Linked DNA regions of Mus musculus: all the other regions are linked to region 1. Evidence: chromatin contacts called from public Hi-C data. All regions are on one chromosome and are shown on one strand. The core of a region is the stretch at or near the end of the contact, and the rest is flanking DNA. Distances in the headings are between cores, read along the strand shown. Region 1 has its middle 62 kb from the start of Gm5084. Region 2 has its middle 33 kb from the start of Gm35333. Region 3 has its middle 25 kb from the start of Gm35333. Region 4 overlaps A530065N20Rik (RIKEN cDNA A530046M15 gene).

Region 1 (3,225 bases), core at 76-2,575:
GATTTCAGGAGTAAATACACTGAACAGAGTAGAGAGACACTGGTTTCCTTAGCATAGGTGAGACTCACTGAAATGACCCATTTGGAACACAGATCATACTCCAAGGTTCCACAGCACCTCAGCCATGGCCTCCCTCACCTGAAACTGCACAAATGAAATGCTCACCCCAGGGTCTTGGTGCTTCTAGGGGAAGCATGCTTGTCCCTGGGGTCCCAGAGCCAGCCCTGCACTGTCTGGTGTCAGAGCCACCATCCATGGCCTTACATATCTTCTTCTCTTCCAGAACTCAAACAGCAGAGTGGTCCTGAAACTCGATCAACTAAACCCAAATGACCTCAAAACTCATGGATTACACTTTCCTGAATATAGTTGGGATTTTAGCAGCAAATACATTTGGCTCCTCACAGTTCGTTCTCCTGAACTTTCTGTCTGGACGCCGGGTCTTAGCGGGACGCCAGGAAGGGGCGGGACACCACCTGCAGTTTCCAGGCTGATGGCGTGGATTTTATTAACCTCCATAGTCGTGCCTGCCTCCTCGTTTGAAGACTTTTGTGAAAGGCAGCTTGAGAGATGTCTACTCATAACTTCCAGTCCCTGGTGGGAAAATGCTCCTAGGTTCAGAACTCAGAAAGGGAAAGCCAAAATCGCTTCTAGGGAACACTCGGTTGCTTTTAACAAACCCATTTGTCTGTCATTTTCATTTTATTAACAACAGCACCAGAGCCCTTTGGTGCTTCTATGGCTGTGTTCTCTCTTTACTCTGATTTTATTCACTTGGTCCGCAAATACCGTTAGCATTTAGTCTAGGCTCCGCCCCACGGTTACCTGGGAACAGCCAGGTGTGCCTCGCTCACTATAAAAGGGGCTGCTTGCCCCCTCCTCTCTCTCTTTCTCCCTTGCTCTCCCTCTGTCCTCTCGCTCTTTCCCCAGCTTCTCCCCTAATACTTCTGCCATCAAACCCAATCCCAGGTACTTCGGTCTCTTTCCCGAGCCTTGGTGTGAGAACCGGTCTTGTCTCCCCCTTGATGAAAGCTGTTCTTGCCCACCTGCTGCCAAGAAGGCAGAGGCCAGCTCAGCTGAGGCTGCGCCCTGGGGGAGGGCGGCAGGAGGCGAAGGTTCCAGTGAGGAAGAACAGACCACTAATAAATCGCACAGTCATTACCCTTTATGCATACTTCTTCTAATAGGTGTTGCAGATTCCTGCCTCCTAATAAGGAAAGGAAGTGGGAACACATAAATTCTCTCAAGGGAGTCAGACAGCCCGAAGCCACGTTCGACAGCTGCAAACGTTACCATGCGCACACAAGCAAAACATGGCTTTAAAGAGCCATCCAGGGCTAGATTCTGGCAAGGTTCCCTTGGATCTAGACTGTGTTTTTGCATTGCTATAGCCGAAAAGGAGAGCATTTCTCCCGCCAGCCACACGGGCTGGGCTGATTAAATAAACAATGACATTAATTGATTGATGGAAAGAGGCTTTATTGAATGCATCCCAGCCTTGGTCTTTATCCCAGAGATTTGTTTGTTTGCCTGCTGGAATGTTTAGTTGTTTACTTAACTGATTCTCTCTCTCTCTCTCTCTCTCTCTCTCTCTCTCTCTCTCTCTCTCTCTCTCTCTTCCTCCTCTTGTTCTTCCTCCTCCTCCTCCTCCTCCTCCTCGATCTTACCTAAGCCATTCAAGTTCTGGCACAAGAAAGAAGCATTTTGAAAGTTTTTCTCTGCACTGCCACCTTGCCACGAGTCTACCACGGGCTTAGTAACGCTGCCTCCTAGCCGGCCGGCTTTTTTATCTTCTAGAATTTGCTTTTCCTGGGGCCATCTAAGGGTTTGTTGAGGATGGGCTGCCCCATACATACCTGGTGATGCAGAGAAGGAATTCAAGGCCGAGTTTAACAGGCTATTTCTCCATCCCCCTCCCCCAACCCTAGGCTCTATGGTTTACAGAGAACATCCATGAGAGTAGGTAGGGCCAGGGTTTACAAGGAATCCAGAAGGTTAGGGCAGCAGACAAGAATTTGTTGCCTGTTTCGATTTTGTCCAAGGTTTGGCTTTGTTATAATTATATGACTGAGTCTTTCCTAGGAGTTCCTGTCAGCTCTCCCCAGGGAGAGCTCCGGGTCCTACCACACAGCTTCTTTCATCCTTCACACTGGCATGGCCAAGGAAGGGACTTTGGGAATCAGTGTGTGATTCTGAGCTACTTCTGACTTCTCGACTTCAGGATTGTTTTGCCCCATTTTTCACCAGCAGAGGCTAAGATGCCCTTGCTCAGAAGACCAGCAGAACTCGGAGCCTTGCATCTCCCCCCAGATGGCAGGAAGGGGGCTATGTTCCCCGTTTTTTGTTTTTTGTTCTTTGGTATGGTAACTATCAGCATTTCTTCTAGGCTCTACCCTACAGTTACCTGCCAACACTCATATGCCTGACTCACTATAACAGGGGCTGCTTGCCTCTTCCTTACTCTCTTACTCCCTTCCTCTCTTTCCTCTCTGCCCCTTCTCTCCTCATTCCCCTCCCCCCTCTCTCCATGTGTTCAAGGTTAGCCTCTACTCCCCGTGCCCTAAATAAATTCTATTCTACCCTATACCCATCATTGTGTGGTTAGTTCTCTCTCTCTCTCTCTCTCTCTCTCTCTCTCTCTCTCTCTCTGCCTCTGCTACCCCCTTAACTCCCCTCTCCATGTCCTAAATAAGCTCTATTCTATGCTATACCCATCGCCTTGTGGCTGTTACCTCAGGGGGAAGGGATGCCTCAGCATGGGCCCACAGAGGCACCCCCTTCCACCTCACCATCCCTCACTCTACCAAACACATCCCTGGTTTCCTTTCTTATAAGACACAACAGTACCCAAGCTCAGGCAGCATCAAATGAGGGTTCCTCTCCTGTGAAGGGCCTCTGTGGACCTTCAGACAGAAACTCACTCCAAACAAACAGAAAATCAGGCCACACCTGGCCTTAGCACCCCCACCAGGCACTTAGTTTTCTTCTGACTCTCCATTTTGTATCAAAACAAACCAGCCAAACAAAACTAAACTATCTGACAGATTCACACACACCTAAGGCCATAGGATATTTGTTGAAAGAAGCTTCAAGCCTGTGGTCTCCACAGAGGTCTAGAAACAGCATGGATTCAGTGACAGCTTCAGAGAGAGAGAGAGAGAGAGAGAGAGAGAGAGAGAGAACTTCAATTCTAAGCACATGGCTTACAGAAAATTCCAGCGATGA
Region 2 (3,343 bases), core at 24-2,523, 200 kb before region 1:
TAGTTATGCTTGCTCTGTAGTCTAGCAATATCCTCAAGTTTGTTCAAAGAAGTTTATCTTTGCAGGGAGCATTTGCTAATACAAACTCGCGGTTGGTGACAAGGTTGAGAACCAATCACTATACATGCTCAGCATTACACAAACCCCCCTTATTGTCTCCTCCACAGCTTGGAGAACATTGTGGAGGAAGCAGGAGAAAGAACTTAAGATCTGAGGGACATAAGGTGCTGTCATGAGGGCATGACATGGCTGCCACGCTCATGAACTCACAATGGCTAGAGCTGTCTGCACAAGTCTGAGCCCCCAAAACATTCAGCCATAGATGGGAAAGAGTTTCATAGGATCCCCTCCGCCCAGGGGGTGAATGGTGGTGGATGACTGCGGTGGGGGGCGGGGGGGGGGAAATAATTTTCTTCAGTGATGTAGCCACTTCTGCGTTATCCACAATTCAATGGACTCTCCACACTCTAGCCCAAGCTAATGGCGGTCACTAGAGCTGGTGGATCACAAAACAGAAACAAGAGGGATGGGGCTTGGTGGAATAGGAGGAGGGTAAGAAAGAGTGAAGGAATGAGTGTGAACAGAATGCATTATACACACGTATCAAATTGTCAAAGAATAGATTAGTAAAAATAAATTAGATCTCAGAGTCTCTCTCTCTCTCTCCCTCTCTCTCTCTCTCTCTCACACACACACACACACTTCTAGGAGGTGAATACACTTCAGTTTAAATGATAGAAACCTGGCTTTGACTTTTCTTCCTATAACTTTGGCTCCCAACCTTCTTGATGCTGCGACACTTTAATGACTTTAACGGAGCCCCTCATGTTGTGGTGACCCACAACCATACAATTATTTTAGTTGCTATTTCATAACTGTAATTTTTCTACTGTTATTAATTGTGATGCAAGTATTTTTGGAGATAAGAGGTTTGCCAAAGTGGTTGAGAACCGCTGCTTTAACTCAATATTGACTCTTCCCTGTTAAGAGAGACATCATGATGTTTATCGAAGACTCTAATGGAGTTTGGGTTGGGGGAGAGAATCTCGGTGATAATAAATTTTCATACAAATCAATTACTTTAATGCTATGAAATATTTAGTAACTCACGTCTGTCTGCCTAAAGCGGGGACAGTTAAATTATGACGAATGTGACATGTAATTCCTTGGGGACACCACTGGGTGGAGCCATTTCCACAGCAAAGATACAACAAAGATAAAATGGAAAATCGTGTTCAAGGCACAAAAGTAGCTTACTAATAAATTCTCTATGCTTCCGGTCATCTGGCCCACAAGTCTCCAAGCCGGCAATGAATGAATGAATCAATGAATGAATGAATCAATGAATGAATGAATCAATGAGTGAGTGAGTGGCTGAAAGAGGAAGCAATACAATGTAGCCAAAAGTTTAGCCAGTGGATCCTGTCTGTGGCTTTGGCTGTTTTTTGTTTTGTTTTTTGGTTTTGTTTTGTTTTGTTTTTTACACAGGGGCTGTAACAGCAGTCTAGTGGGCTGGCTGCATGGAGGGACGCAGCCCTCTGGGCCAGCTGATGTGATGAGGGAGCCAAGCTACTCCTCAGCAGGAAAAGGTCTTACACTTACATCTCAGAGCATGTCTTGGGCTGCCTAATGGAGCTGCTTCTCTTTTGTTCTTCCTTTTGCAGCTGTTTTCAAGCCTTGCATTTTAGGTGCGTGGGTGTTTGGTCTGACACATGTCTGTGCAGCATGTGCAGTGCCCGTGGAAGCTTGCAGAAGATGTTGAATTTCCTAGAACTGGAGTTATAGACACTTCGGAGCCACCTTAACAGTGCTGGGAGTCGAACTCCGGTCCTCTGGAGGAGCAGCCAGTCCTCTTACCCTCCAGGTACCTCTCGTAGGTTTTTTTTTTTTTTTTTTTTTTTTGACATATCAAATTTGACAAGTCAAATTTGTCTCCTGATTGAAAAGTTTTCACAGAGACATCATGGAGTTGGCTGGCTTACCCCAGAGTTTTCCACATTAAAATCATTTAACACAGAAACTATCAAAGATGACCAAATGAAAGGTGTCATTTATAATCCCAAGAGAGGGGTTCCCTTTGCTTAGAAGGCATTCTTTTTGGCTCTGAGAAAGGGCAGCTGAGGTCAGCTCAGGCTGCTGTACAGCCTGCTCCAGAGGCCCACACAGCCCACAGACAGAGGCCCACCCGGCCCACGGACAGAAACCCACTACCTCTGCTCATCAACTGCCACAGTGCTCTCTTTCTGATTATTTTCTTGGCTAAAAAACAGCACCAAAAGAGAGGTAATTAAAAAAAATTGACTTCTGGCAATGGTTTCCTATGCCAAGGGAAGCGAGAGAGCCCAATTTTATTGCCCCATGAGTCAGTTTTGTCTGTTACTGTAAAAAGATTGTTATGAAACTCATCAAATATTACTTCAGAGGAGAGCCAGTGTTTGTGATCTGTTCAGAAAACAAATTAATCAAGACACTTCCGGACGGGTCCTGGCTTCACTGGCTGAAGTGGTATTTACGTAGCCACCTTCCAGAACCTTCTCCCACACTTCCTTGGAAGGAAAGTTCAGGAAAACAGACTGTCTGGGACTAGAGTCAGTGCTGAATGACATGAAGAAAGCAGCCTGCCTTTCTCCAAGTTCAGCTTAGCTCAAGAGGGGACTGAGCAGCCAGATGAAGGTGCAGGCTGGGCACAGAGAACCCTGGTAGTCTGCAGGCCACACATAGATGACAGGGTCCCCAGAAGGCAAAGGCTTAGTACACAGCCCTAAGAATCAATGAAGAACCACATTTGCCAGCAAGTCCCAGAGGCCTGAGGCCTAGGAGGGGAGATAAAACCACCCTGAGCAGGATCTCTATACACCAGACAAACCGGGCCACTGTGGGTGGGGCTGTGCAGGTCATGACCCTCACTAGGTCAGGGTGAAAGTATATGCCTGACTTCAAGGACAACAAATAAAGAGAACTTTTCTATCCTTAAGTCTATATGTATCTGTGCTAGGGAGACAGCCCAGCTTGTGAAGTGTTTTCCTTGCAAGGACCTGAGTTTGAATCCTAGAACCTACACACACACACACACACACACACACAAAAGGTATGAGTTTGTGTGGACTTAGGAGGTGAGGCAGGTAGATCCCTGGGGCTCACTGGCCAGAAAGACTAGCATATATTGTAAGCTTCAGGCCAGTGAGAGAACTGATTCAAAATACACACAAACAGCAAAGTGGTTGAATCCCGAAAAATGGTACTAGAGGTTGGATTCCACGTGCACACACCCTAGCATGTGTATCTGAACACACGTGGGCCCACATAAACAGGTAGCCACACACACAACTGGAAAAAACAAAAA
Region 3 (3,209 bases), core at 301-2,800, 140 kb before region 1:
ACCAGACCCATGCCCTAACCTACTTTCTTGTCTTTGAAGATATCTCCACTAGAGATGAGGCTGGAGGTGGTGGGGGTTACCAAGGGCTGCCCTGGAACTGGTAACTCTACCTGAAGCCTCTTGTGAAATTCTTAAGAGATGTGATGCCACCCTGCCTGGACCACATAGGATTCGTTATATGATTGACAGGGGCAGGGGACATCTGGGTCAGACCTTTGATCACAAATGCAAAGATCATTCCTCCTCAGTCTTGCGTCTGCTGCTGTTTCTAGGCCTGGTCTCAAAGTCCAACAAGCTTGTGTTTTGTAAGATTGCTTTTTCATGACTGAGTCTTTGAGAAGGAAGGGCCAAAAAGGTAACGAACTCCAGTCTGTCTTCGGTGAGCTGCACCTGCCTAAAGCATTTCCACACTCCCACTCTAATGGCGACTTACCTTTCTTAATGACCATGGAAGATTGTAGTTTCTCTTTGTTGTAACTGGAATGCTAAAGCTGAACAGCCCTGATATGAAGATCTGAAATCAATATACTCCAGTCCCCTAAAACGTCCTGAGGACCCACACAGCCTTCCAAGATCGGTATAGGTTGGGACATTTTGCACTTTTGATACTTTGGGTTAGGTGTGTTCAACTGCAATGCCCACTTTCTGTTCCTGTACCTTTTTGGATAAGGGTTATATAGTCAATCCTGCATTTATCTTTATAGTTTTACTTTTCTTTTTTTAAGGACCTATATTCAATAAGGAGAAGCTCAGTATTCCAATGGTGGAGGCTGCCAAGGGATCATGTGGTTTAACCCTCAGTTTTCCAGAGGAGGAAGCCAAAGTAGCAGGAGGAGAAGAACCTTTCCCAAGTCTCAAAGCATCCTTTATTAAGGCTCGTGGCCGCCTGCTTGCACAATCTCCGAGCTGCTTCTCTTCCCCTTATTATCACAGTAGGAAAGAGAATCACTAAGATGTAATTTTACTCCTAGTTATGTGTGCACATGTGCATTTGTGCGTGGGTTTGTGCAGGTACACAAGTACCTGGATGTTAGAAGATGGTGCTGGGTCCCCTGGAGCAGAAGTTGTGAGACTTGGGTGCTGGCAACCAAACCCAAGTCCCCTGGAAGAGCAGAAAGCATTCGTAAGCACCGAGCTCTTGATCTAACCTCAACTCTCTGCTTACTATAAATAGCCCTTTAGAGAAGAGATTGTCAAATGAAAGCATTTTAAAAATCCAAATATTCTCATCACAGTAGTATGAGTTTATTCACAGACCCACAGACAGACAATGAAGTGGTCACCAGAAGATATGATGTGGCCTCCTTAGGCCTTGGTTCTCTTGTGCCCTAGGATCTCTGTGTCCAGTCACCAGTAGATTCAGGGATGGGCATTTAGAGAAGGCCTGTGAGACCCGGTGGGGTAGGAGATGGCTTGCAGTTTACAGGCCTGTGCAGGCTTCATCTCCAGTACTGGTTTTCTAACACTGCCCTTCCAGTTGGCATCTGCCTGTTCTCAGTTGTGGCTGTGTGGGGGAGGTAGAAGCGCGTGCTTCCAAGCCCTTGGGGATGCAGTAATGAGAACCATGTGTACACGGAATGCTGAAGGAGCCACACCTGGGACGTATTCAACCCATGACAGACACCCGTGTGGCCAAAAAAAAAAAAAAAAAAAAAGCCAGTGCCTTTTGACTGTGCCTGTTTTATGAAAATATGCAAGCAAACACACACACACACACACACACACACACACACACACACACACACACACACCGATAAAATTGCTGTGGAATCTAAGATTTATGTGTGATTTCTCCCTTCCCTCCCTTTCTCCCCCTCCCTCTCTTTCTTTTGTCTCCATAAATTGCAAAAGGCTTGGCCGCACTTAGACCAAGGAGAGCCAGGGAAAGAGCAAGCCTGAGTCAGAAGGGAAAATCAGCTCTCTTCTGCCTGGCGCACACCCCCTTCCTTCCCCCAGGGACTCTCAAGTTACCTTCCTAATGAAAAACAGGCCTTTCAAAAAATGACTTGAGACCAAATGAAAAACGATTCGCATCTGAGCCTCGGCTGTTGGGGATGGGCCCTAGGATTTATGACGAGGAATTTTGTGGCTCCCTACCCCGCCATCCAAGTCCTGGAATTACTAGGAATATGGGGATAAGAGAGACTGGCTGTAACTAATTCCATCAACAACAAACAGACAAACAAAACCAACCAAACAAAAAGCAACATCAATAACAAAAAAACCCATATACTGACTCTGCATGAACCATGTTTTCGCTCATTTTGCTATGAACACGCGAATAAGCGATCTCCTGCTGCTCTGGACTCCAGGATCCCAAAGTTCTGGGTATCGTTCAAAGCAGAGGGGTGGGGACAGAGGGCTTGCAGGGTGAACACTGCCTGCTGCTGGTTTGGCTGAAGGTGCCCATTAAGACGGCTATTGGTCTGTCCCACTCTGCCTCCTGCCTTGGGTCCCCCCTATTTCTTGAATTGTGTTCAGTAACAGCCCTCTGGTAAGTATACCACTGGCTTCCTGTATACCCTTGTTCCCTGGTGTTATCCTTAGGGCTTTATTGCTGTGAAGAGACACCATGACCACAGCAACTGTTATAGAGAACATTCAATTGGGGCTGGCTTACAGTTCAGAGGTTCAGTCCATCCTTGTCATGGTGTAAGAAACATGGTGGAAGGCAGACAGACAGAAATGGTGCTGGAGAAGGAGCCGAGAGTTCTCTATCTGGATCCACAGACAGCAGGAAAAGCAAATGACCCACGCCCGACCTAGCTTGAACATCTGAGACTTCAAAGCCAGCCCCTGCCGTGACACACTTCCTCCAAGGCCACACCTCTGAATAGTGCCCCTCCCTATGGGTCAAACATGCAAACACACAAGTCTGTGGGGGCCATTCCTACTCAAACCACCAGGAAGCTGGCATTTCCTGAATTGTGCCATCTCAGCCATCCTGCCTGTACAACCTCACCATCCCAGGTCTCCTTCTTCTTTTTCCCTAAGTGGGTTTCTGCCTCTGCCAGGTGCTGCTTCCCTGTGTGAAGGACCAATTCTGCCCCACTGTAGTATGGAAGGAAGCATCTCTGGTACCCACAGGCCCTAAACTCCTTGGATGAAGGGAATATATCCATTGTCTCTGAAACCCCAGCTGTGTTCAGGAACTCCAGTGTAATCATTAAGGTTCGCTTTTCCTATGGCTCAGATGTCTATGCTCTAGT
Region 4 (3,365 bases), core at 656-3,155, 170 kb after region 1:
CCCAAGTTCACTTTAGCAGTGGCAAGGCCGGGGTCAGAGCCTTTGGATCCTCACTGTAGCAACTGCATCTGTGCATCTAGGATCATCCTGAACCCTCCAGCAGCGAACCGGAGAAGAGCCCAGTCGGTGGGCACTGGCTTTACTGCAGCCTGTTACAGTTCCTTCCAGAGCACAGGTGCAGATGTGGCTATAAATCAGTAGGTTCCATGCAAATTTCTTTATCAAAAGTGCAGCCTAGACCAGCCCTAGCACCTAGGAGTTTGCTAGAAGGCAATTAGCTCTTCTAAGTCAGACATTCTAGGGGTGGAGCTAGGCTCCTAAATGATGCTCATGCCTGACTCAGTTTCAAAGTATACGCTTCTGCCAATTCCTATGAACATACACTCCCCCAATCCAAGACCCTCTCAAGGGACACCCACTCTGCAATTTCGGAGTCCTCCCTCAGCAGCAGCCCTTCACCTGCCCTTGGCGGTTACCTGCCAACATCGGCCAGTAGGGAAATATTACTCCTTTTGGATGTCATGATCTAATCTCTTCTCCCTCTGTTTTCAATGCTATCATCAGAAAACTTGGATTTCATGCAAAACGACCCTCAAATCTACATCAACTCCTTGAAGAAGGCAGGGTGCGCTAAAGGGCCTGATGAAGCTTTCCGTCCTTGGTCTGGTCCCCAGTTTCAATCATCTGTGTGGGCTGATGAGGGACTGGGAAGAGCAGGCAGAAATTTTGAGGGGGCACAATGGTAAATTAAATAGGGATCTGACTGCTAAGGGAGGAGAAGCTGAAGGTCTTGTAAGATCTTTCATCTGTACTGTTCCTTCACACCCTGTGAAGCCCCATTTACCCTGGGCTACCACATCCCTGTTCTTTACAGATAGCACTCTGCCCAAATTCTCATCCATGGATTCACATAATCTCCTCCATGATGAGTAGAGCCAGACAGTTGGCTCCTTGTGCCTGCTGGCACCTGTCACATGTCCCCATCTGGGCCATAACTGTTGAGTCTTCCCCAGGGCACCACTGGGCATCAGACTTGGATTTGAGGAGGCCCAGATCATCTGGCCCTCAGTGGCCTGCCCTCCGTGTGTTCTTGGATCAGTGCTCAGACTCATCTCTGCAGCCAATATTATAAGGTAAATTAAAACCGCGGGGCCACTCTTTGAAAGACACCATCTGTTGCTCTACTCCAGTACCTTCTTGAACAGAGTGACACTCGTGAGTTGTTTTATACTTCTCTTCTTGACCAGCTCAGATTTCTCCCTCCAAATTTCTCACCAGAAGGAAATGAGCAGATCTCCCTACATTGTGTCCTGTAACAGCTATGTGGCAGGTACACACATCCACACACACAGGCTCCCCTTCCCCAGTATTTTCCCTTGGAAATGTTGATGAAATTCTCCCATAGCGGCTAGCCCCAGGGACACAGATTTTTACATTGAACATTGGACATTTCTGGGAAGGGTTGATCCCATAACATTTGGACTCGGTATTTAGAGTTTGTGTCGGGTCATGTCTTATCCACAACATCACCCCACTTCATTAAGTGGAAAGGAACTGTATTGCCAGAGTTACAAAAACAAGCTGTTCTTTAACAGAGCCGGTTATCTGAGCCCAGACCCTCCTTCTTGGAGCCTGGAGAGGTAGGCTGTCAGGGGTGGGGGGCGGGAGCGGGGGCCTGGAGGGGTAGGGTAGGCTGTCAGGGTTGAGGGGGGTGGAAACTGCGGTCTTTACAAAGTGAGCAAGCAGTGATGCGTGTGCCAAGGTGCCTGGCCTCAGAGAACAATAAAGGGAATCTCTTTTATCCCCCACCTTTGCCGGTTTTCTCCATTTCTTTTAGGGCTGTCACGGGCTCTTAACATGATATAAGGAGGCGCCTGAGGATCATTTGCTTCTCTTGGCATGGGAACAGTGAAAGTCTCTGTTTGCCATCAATCTTGCCTCTCTCCCTCAACTCCTTCTCACCAGGCCCCAGAGTGAAAAACGAGAACATTCCGATCTCGCATGTTAAACCATAACTAATTATTATTAGATCGGTTTTCGCTCTCTCCCGGCCCAAACGTCAAAAGTAGAAGTCTTAATTTACTAGCTCCAGTAGGTCTCTAGCCAGCGTGGGGAGGAGATGGGATGCTTCCAGAGACAACCCAAGTTTAACTGGCTACAAGAGGGGGCTACAAGAGATAGCTGAGATCAAGGATGCTCCTCTAGCAGATCCAGATCAATTCCCAGCACCCACAAGGCGGCTCACACCCATCTGTGACTCCAGTTCCGGGAGATCTCACACCCCCTTCTGGTGTATATGGGTACTGCATGCATGTGGTATGTACATACACAAGACTGGCAAAACACATCCGGTAAATAAACAAGTCTTTTTAAAATAGATATTCAGGGTCAAAGAGTACACATGGAGGGACCCATGGCTTCAGCTGCATATGTAGCAGAGGATGGTCTTATCTGGCATCAGTAGAAAAGGAGGCCCTTGGTCCTGTGGAGGCTTGATGTCCCAGCATAGGAGCATGTTAGGGCAGTGAGGTCGGAGTGGGTAGGTGAGTGGAGGAGCACCCTCATAGAGGCAAAGGAGAGGGAGATGGGATAGGTGGTTTGCAGAGTGGAAACCAGGAAGGGAGACAGCATTTGAAATGAAAATAAATAAAATAACCAATAATAATAATAAAAAGATATTCAGTAAGAGGAATGCCAACTAAATTCTCAACATTCTATTTCATGGTCACCAAAATGAACCGAGCTGTCAGTACCATCACTTTAGAGAGTCATATGCCATTATCTGGTCAATGCGGAAAAGAAAGGCATTTTGTCGTGACCTTAGTTCCGTTGAATGGAGATGATTTGGTAAGCTCTGAGATACCACGGCATGAAACTGACACTAGAGTATAGTGCAGGCAGCAATGCCCCTCAGAACTGTCCTGAGCACATCCAGCAAAAATCATTAAATTCATGGTTGTGACGTAGACATTCCCATGCTACAGCTGAGAAACTAGAAGTGTAGATGTTTTGATTAACGTAGACAAGCCAAGTATAAGACAGATGACTTACATCCAGGCAGCTATTCTCAAATGCTACAGGGTGTTTGGCTCTTTCTGTTGTTGTTGTTGTTGTTGTTGTTGTTGTTGTTGTTATTATTATTAAAATAGGATCTCAGCATGCAGTCTGGCAGTGACAGGTCTGAATTTTGAGATCCTCCTACTTCATTCAGCCTCTGGAGTGACAGGATTATAGGTGTGTACCGCTATGCCTGCCTGAGACTGTGTGACACTCTGGGTCACACTGAGGCAGCAGACAGGGAACAGAGTTTAGAGCAGGAGTGGGCTGTGCTATGACTCTCAAAGGCTGTCCCCAGTGACTCACTC

What was found. Hi-C and Micro-C count contacts between places; a contact is called where the count stands out from the background.
Region 2: a Hi-C map of uterus shows a contact between it and region 1, with 5 times the contacts expected there. The contact joins two enhancer-like sites. A contact is called at or near these places in 1 of 15 datasets of contacts at CTCF or cohesin (the NIH/3T3 cell line), 15 of 484 Hi-C or Micro-C datasets (the N1E-115 cell line, embryonic fibroblasts, embryonic stem cells and 5 more), 3 of 115 datasets of contacts at active chromatin or transcription factors (embryonic fibroblasts, embryonic limb bud and fibro-adipogenic progenitors) and 1 of 9 other capture datasets (embryonic trunk).
Region 3: a contact with region 1 is called in a Hi-C map of uterus, with 1.8 times the contacts expected there. The contact joins two enhancer-like sites. A contact is called at or near these places in 1 of 15 datasets of contacts at CTCF or cohesin (the NIH/3T3 cell line), 3 of 484 Hi-C or Micro-C datasets (muscle stem cells, nephron progenitors and uterus) and 1 of 9 other capture datasets (embryonic tail).
Region 4: a contact with region 1 is called in a Hi-C map of uterus, with 8 times the contacts expected there. The contact joins two enhancer-like sites. A contact is called at or near these places in 4 of 484 Hi-C or Micro-C datasets (nephron progenitors and uterus).

Annotation. Positions count from the first base shown.
Region 1 is chr13:60,265,766-60,268,990 of GRCm38.p6, reverse strand. No RefSeq gene overlaps it. Among named protein-coding and RNA genes, the nearest start is that of Gm5084, 62 kb to the right of the region's middle. Within about 2 kb of position 1,325, at least 38 of the 459 cell types and tissues checked have an H3K27ac peak or open chromatin away from gene starts, as enhancers often do. A contact at or near this core is called in muscle stem cells and uterus, where this site is marked.
Region 2 is chr13:60,466,236-60,469,578 of GRCm38.p6, reverse strand. No RefSeq gene overlaps it. Among named protein-coding and RNA genes, the nearest start is that of Gm35333, 33 kb to the right of the region's middle. Within about 2 kb of position 1,273, at least 41 of the 459 cell types and tissues checked have an H3K27ac peak or open chromatin away from gene starts, as enhancers often do. A contact at or near this core is called in muscle stem cells and uterus, where this site is marked.
Region 3 is chr13:60,408,607-60,411,815 of GRCm38.p6, reverse strand. No RefSeq gene overlaps it. Among named protein-coding and RNA genes, the nearest start is that of Gm35333, 25 kb to the left of the region's middle. Within about 2 kb of position 1,550, at least 98 of the 459 cell types and tissues checked have an H3K27ac peak or open chromatin away from gene starts, as enhancers often do. A contact at or near this core is called in muscle stem cells and uterus, where this site is marked.
Region 4 is chr13:60,098,576-60,101,940 of GRCm38.p6, reverse strand. All of the region lies in intron 1 of A530065N20Rik (RIKEN cDNA A530046M15 gene), which reads right to left. Among named protein-coding and RNA genes, the nearest start is that of Gm46420, 26 kb to the left of the region's middle. Within about 2 kb of position 1,905, at least 17 of the 459 cell types and tissues checked have an H3K27ac peak or open chromatin away from gene starts, as enhancers often do. A contact at or near this core is called in uterus, where this site is marked.